2 separate regions of the Pan paniscus genome follow, and region 2 is linked to region 1. A link is a contact called in public Hi-C data. All regions are on one chromosome and are shown on one strand. Each heading gives the region's core, a stretch centred on a gene start, on an enhancer-like site or on the middle of the called end of the contact. The rest is flanking DNA. Distances are from core to core; before and after follow the strand shown.

What was found. Hi-C and Micro-C count contacts between places; a contact is called where the count stands out from the background.
Region 2: a Hi-C map of fibroblasts shows a contact between it and region 1, with 6 times the contacts expected there. The contact joins the promoter of LACTBL1 here to the promoter of LUZP1 in region 1. A contact is called at or near these places in 2 of 3 Hi-C or Micro-C datasets (fibroblasts and induced pluripotent stem cells).

Annotation. Positions count from the first base shown.
Region 1 is chr1:203,767,058-203,769,800 of NHGRI_mPanPan1-v2.0_pri, reverse strand. It overlaps LUZP1 (leucine zipper protein 1), which reads right to left and starts at 1,401. Exons shown (of 5, transcript XM_055096690.2): 1 at 1,143-1,401.
Region 2 is chr1:203,972,534-203,975,276 of NHGRI_mPanPan1-v2.0_pri, reverse strand. LACTBL1 (lactamase beta like 1) reads right to left here and starts at 1,419. Exons shown (of 8, transcript XM_008966573.5): 1 at 1,325-1,419; 2 at 858-984. The coding sequence starts at 869.

The sequences.
Region 1 (2,743 bases), core at 152-2,651:
CCTCAAAGCAGACTTAGAGAGCTATAATTTTGGGGGGTTTTTTGTTTTTTGTTTTTTGAGACAGGGTCTGGCCTCTGTCACCCAGGCTGCAGTGCAGTGACACAATCACCCCTCACCACAGCCTCAAACTCCTGGGCTCAAGCAATCCTCCTGTCTCAGCCTCCACAGTAGCTGGGACTAGAAGCGTGTGCCACCACGTCCAGCTAATTTTTAAATTTTCTGTAAGGATGATTGGGGGGTTCTCACTATGTTTCCCAGGCTGGTCTCGAACTCCTGGAATCAAGCGATCCTCCCACCTCGGCCTCCCAAAGTGGTGGGATTACAGGCATGAGCCACCATGCCCTGCAGAGGGCTATAATTCTTAACCCTTGTTGGATCACTGACGCCTTTGGAACTTCGAAGAAAAATGCAACACACACAACATGTTACACAATTACAAGGGGTTCACAGACCTCTGAGAGGACATCGGTAGCCCCAGGGTACAGAACTCCGGTTCTTGAGGTGCGGCAAGAACGTAACCCCTGCCCCCCAAACACCCCAAAAATCTGGAGCAGAACCACAGACCCGAGGCACAAACTTTAGGATGAAACAGACCCCGAGTTGCATCCCGGCCCTGCCGTTTACTAGCCATGACCTTGAACACTCACCTAGAAACCCTCAGGCCTCAGCATCTCACCACCCAAAAGAGAGGGCTGGACACCCTTCCCTCCCCAGCCCGGCCCCCGCGGCGTGCGCTCCGTGACGGGTGGGGCGCTGGCGCTTGACAGGACTCAGCCTCTCTCCCCTCCTGCGCCAGTGAGCCATGAATCCGGCTGCGGCACTTCATGAAATACTCATGGGCCGACTGCACCAGGCTTGCGGGCGGCGGGGGAGGGGGCCGGCGCGTTCGCCGATTGCCGCAGTGACAGCTCCGCGCCGCCAGCCGGCCGCGGGCCTGAGAAGCCGCCGGTGCCGGGCGCGCTCTCGGCCTTTCCCACCCACCAGGCAGGGCGTTCCCGCCAGCCGGCTTCCTGCAGCCGAGGGCCGGGGAGGAGGGACGGCGCTGAGGGGCCGCAGGGCCTGGCAGGCCTGGTTCCTGGCTTTCTCTCCGCGTTTCCTGAGCAGGACCGGCCGGGGGATGGGACCCAGCGCAAACCTCCTACCCCGGGAGCGCAGCCAGCAAATCGCGTCCTTGTTAATTCAGGTTCCTCCTTTGCGCTGAACGGGGCTGGTTTCCGTCCGCGATCAAGTGGGCATGATGCGACCCACTTATCCCAGGAGGAAGCGGAGAGACGAAATGGCAGCTCCCGACCCCACGACACAGCAAGATTCCAACCCCGTGATGTCAGTGTTAACTCCATCCTATGGATGAGAAAGCTGAGGCTTTGAAAAATGAAGTGACTTATCCAAGGTCATCATAAAAATATTACTACTAATAAAATAACATGCTTACTACATACCAGGCACTGTGCTACAAATGCTCCAGGTGTATTTTGTCATTGGGTTCCTGTAATCTATGAAGATAACTGTTGTTCCTAGTTCATAAATGAGGAAACAGAACCAGAGGCCAAGTGGCATCTCCAGTGATGCACAGCTACGAAATAACAGAGCTAGGAATTAAACTCCAGCCTCCTGTTTCCAGAGCTCAGCCTTTCTCTATCCTGCTTCAGCATTTCAGTTGAGTAACCATGACCTTGTCTCATTTGTTTCTGGGTCCTCAGAGCCTTACCGAGAACTTGACACAAAGTAAGTGCTCAGAGGTGACTAAGGGAACCTTACGTGGAAGTTCACACTTAGAAGGACTGATAGGAGGCATCTGTCCATGTGACCCTTTCTAGAGCCTTCAGCCAAGTGAAAACTTAGCCTCTGCCTGAATACTCACTATCATGATAAACTCTCCCCCCTCCACACCCCCATCCCATTCCCTTGTTGGACAAATACATTTGGTTTAAATGTAAATGCTCCTTTTTTTTTTTTTTGAGACGGAGTTTCGCCTTATAGCCCTGGCTGGAGTGCAATGGCATGATCTTGGCTCATTGTAAACTCCGCCTCCCGGGTTCAAGTGATTCTCCTGCCTCAGCCTCCCAAGTAACTGGGATTACAGGCGTGTGCCACTACACCTGACTAATTTTGTATTTTTAGTAGAGACAGGGTTTCATTGGTTGATCAGGCTGGTCTCAAACTCCTGACCTCAGGTGATCCACCCACCTCGGCCTCCAAAAGTGCTGGGATTACAGGCGCGAGCTACCGTGCCCAGCCTTAAATGCTCCTTTTTTTGTCCGTGGTTTCTTGTAAACAAGGCCAGGCCATTTTCCTCCCTGTGGCCACATTACATATTGCATGGTATTCTTAGCCATTCTATAAGGGTAGACGATTCAATAATTTTAAGTTCCTCGTAAACTGGGACAAGGTCAGCTGTTCATCAAAGCTGTTCCCCTTCCACATGTAGAGTTGTTTCTGAGAAAAGCAGCCAGACTACATTTTCCAGCACTCCTTGCTAATTAGGTACATAACTCGTGTTCACCAGTGGGATATGGGCAGAGAACATGAATGCTATGTCCTGGCCAAAGTGGTGAAGAAGGATGTATGCTTGCTCAAAGCTCTTTTCTCTCATCTGCCAATCAGATGTCAACACCAGGGGGCCCTTGGAAGCTACACGTTGAACGGGGCAGAGCCTTAGTCAACCTGGGTCTCACTCATCACTTGACTGAGGGGGGCACACATTGAACTAATTTCTATTGTATTTAGGCATTGCGATTTCAGG
Region 2 (2,743 bases), core at 170-2,669, 210 kb before region 1:
CCCAGCTGGAAATTGCTGGCAGTAGGGGAGGGCCCAGGAAGAACCAGGCTCTCCCAAACCCCACCTATAACACGGCTCCACCACCCCCTAACCCCTGCTCCTTCTCAGGTGTTCTGTGCCCCAATCACCCTCACCTCCTTCCTCATGCTCACGGCCCACTCTGGGACAACTACTCTTTGTCCAGTTATTCATTCAGAAAACAATCCCCGAGGGCTTGCTGTGCGCTGGGCCACATCTGCCCCCAAGGAGCCAGAAGGACAGTGGCATAATCAGACACAAGGGCCTGGGGCCAGGGAAGTAGGACTTGACTCTGGCTCTGCCGTTACTAGTTCTGGACAAATGACCTCACCCTTTTGAGTCTCAGATTTCTCATCTGCATAATGCAGATAACAATTGTTCCTACATCTTATAGGGTTTAGTTGAGAATAAATAAGATAGTGCATGCAAAGCCCATAGAGAGCTGTTCACCAGTTGGTAGCTAGAGGTGTAATAAAGGGCTTCAGGGCTCACAGATACAGATGAGCTCAGCCTAGGGGGAGGGAGGAGCAGGAGAGAGTCATTGAACAGGTAGTTAGGAATGAGCTTGGGTCACTCCAGGCAGAGGCCTCTGGGGATGTAAAAAGGAAGAGGAGTTAGTTTCTGGTTTGTTTTGATAATTCAGTGAGTTTATGTAAAACATTTGAAACTGTTCCTGGCCTGCAGGTGCAAGCTCTAGAGATGATGATGATGATGATGATGATGATGATGGTAACGTGGGGGGGATTTAGCCCAATATTTGAAGCCAGAAGGACGGTGGCATGGTCAGACATGTGTCAGAAGCTGACACATGGTGACAGCTTCTTGAGGCTGTGCCTCACCTGGGTCTTCATTCTCTCCAAGTCATGGAAGATTCTGGCTCTTTGAGGATTCAGGTCTACACCACAGGAGATCCCGTAAGCAGGAAACTGAGTCAGAGGAGTGAAGGCAAAAAGAGGTCCTGAGGGGCTGGAAAAAGAGGAGGGGGACAGAGAAAAGCTAGAAAACAAGGAGGGTAGACGAGGATGCGGGGGATCAAAGCAGCCCTCCTCTTCCCATGGCTCCCCCTCCCAGGTGAGAGAAACAGCAAGCTCAGAAACCCCTGCCAGGTGACCCAGCATCCCAGTTTGTCCAGGACTGTCTTGATTTTAGCACCGAAAGTCCTGCATTCCCAGAAACCCCTCAGTCCCAGGCAAACGGGACCATTGGTTACCCTGTGTGCCCCGCATTGAATTCCAGCTCCTCTTCCCCACCCCCAGCCTGCGGAGAACAATCTGGTCAGGCCCTCAGGCTCTTGGCCACAACTTACCCTCTCCAGAAGGTTCCAGCAAGAACAGGGCAGTTAGGGCCCCAGTTTGGCTGACAGTGCCTCTGGGAGTCCCCTGTGTTCCAGAGGACAGGAATGGCTTCCTGGGCTCTGAGGCACAGGCTTTACCAAGCTCTCCAGGGGCCGGCAGATGTGGCACCTAATTTCCCCAGTGCTAATCCCTCAGAGTGCCTGCTGCCATGGGGATTAGCTTCTGGGGTCCCCAAGCAGCGGGGAAGCGGGGGAGATCTGTCAGGGAGCATTGGGTAACATCATGTGACCCGAGTGCTCCAGGCTGGTGAAGAAAGGAACACTCTCTCCAAAAGGAGTGTCTGCCAAACCCAGTGTGGAAAAGGGATGTCAGGAGGCCACCAGGGTCATTTCCAGCTGGGAAGGGAAAGGAGAGAGATTTCCAGGCTTGGTCTGACCCCACACAAGCTCCTCAGGCACCTCTGAGGAAACTGGAGCACGAAGGAACCCAGTCTAAGGACCACTGGGGTCAGCCTTGTTGTGAAATATTCAGGTAACCTGGGTCCAAATCTTAGTCTGTCACTGCCAGTGTGAGCCTGTGTGACCAGGGATCATAACCTCTTTGCCTCACATCTATAAAATGGGGACAATAATACTAGCTTGGTTAGCGTGCAGGTTAAATGGAATGCGCCCTTGAAGCAGGCAGCCCAGAACCCGGCACCTAGTAAGTGCTCCATAAATTTTGGCTTCTTGTCATGGACTTGGCTTTTTTTTTTTTAAAGACAAGAACAGCTGAGCATGGTGGCTTATGCCTGTAATCCCAGCACTTTGGGAGGCCAAGGCAGGAGGATGGCTTGAACCTAGGTGTTCGACATCAGCCTGGGCTGAGACCTCGTCTCTACAAAAAATTTAAAAATGGCCAAGTGTGGTGGTGTTGCCCTGTAGTCCCAGCTACTCTGGAGGTTGAAGCTGAAGCATTGTTTGAGCCTGGGAGGTGAAGGCTGCAGTGAGCCGAGATAAGATTATGCCAGTGCGCTCCATCCTGGATGACAGAGTGAGACTCTGTCTAAAAAAAAAAAAAAAAAAGACAAAGTTGTGCTCTGTCACCTAGGCTGGAGTGCAGTGGTGCAATCAAAACTCACTGCAGCCTCCAACTCCTGGGCTCAAGCGACCCTCCTGCCTCAGCCTCCTGAGTATCTGAGACTACAAGCATGCACTACTATGCCCAGCTAATTATTATTTTTTAATTGCTTTTGGTACAGATGGGGGTCTCCCTTTTTTGCCCAGGCTAGTCTTAAACTCTTGGCCTCAAGTGATCCTCCCATCTCTGCCTCCCAAAGTGCTGGGATTATAAGTGTAAACCAAAAATAAAATTCTAAGGCCCCCAACCATCTGAATGGACTTCCTCCTCAGCCAGCACATTCTTAAAATTTAACCTGAAAGACCGAAAGA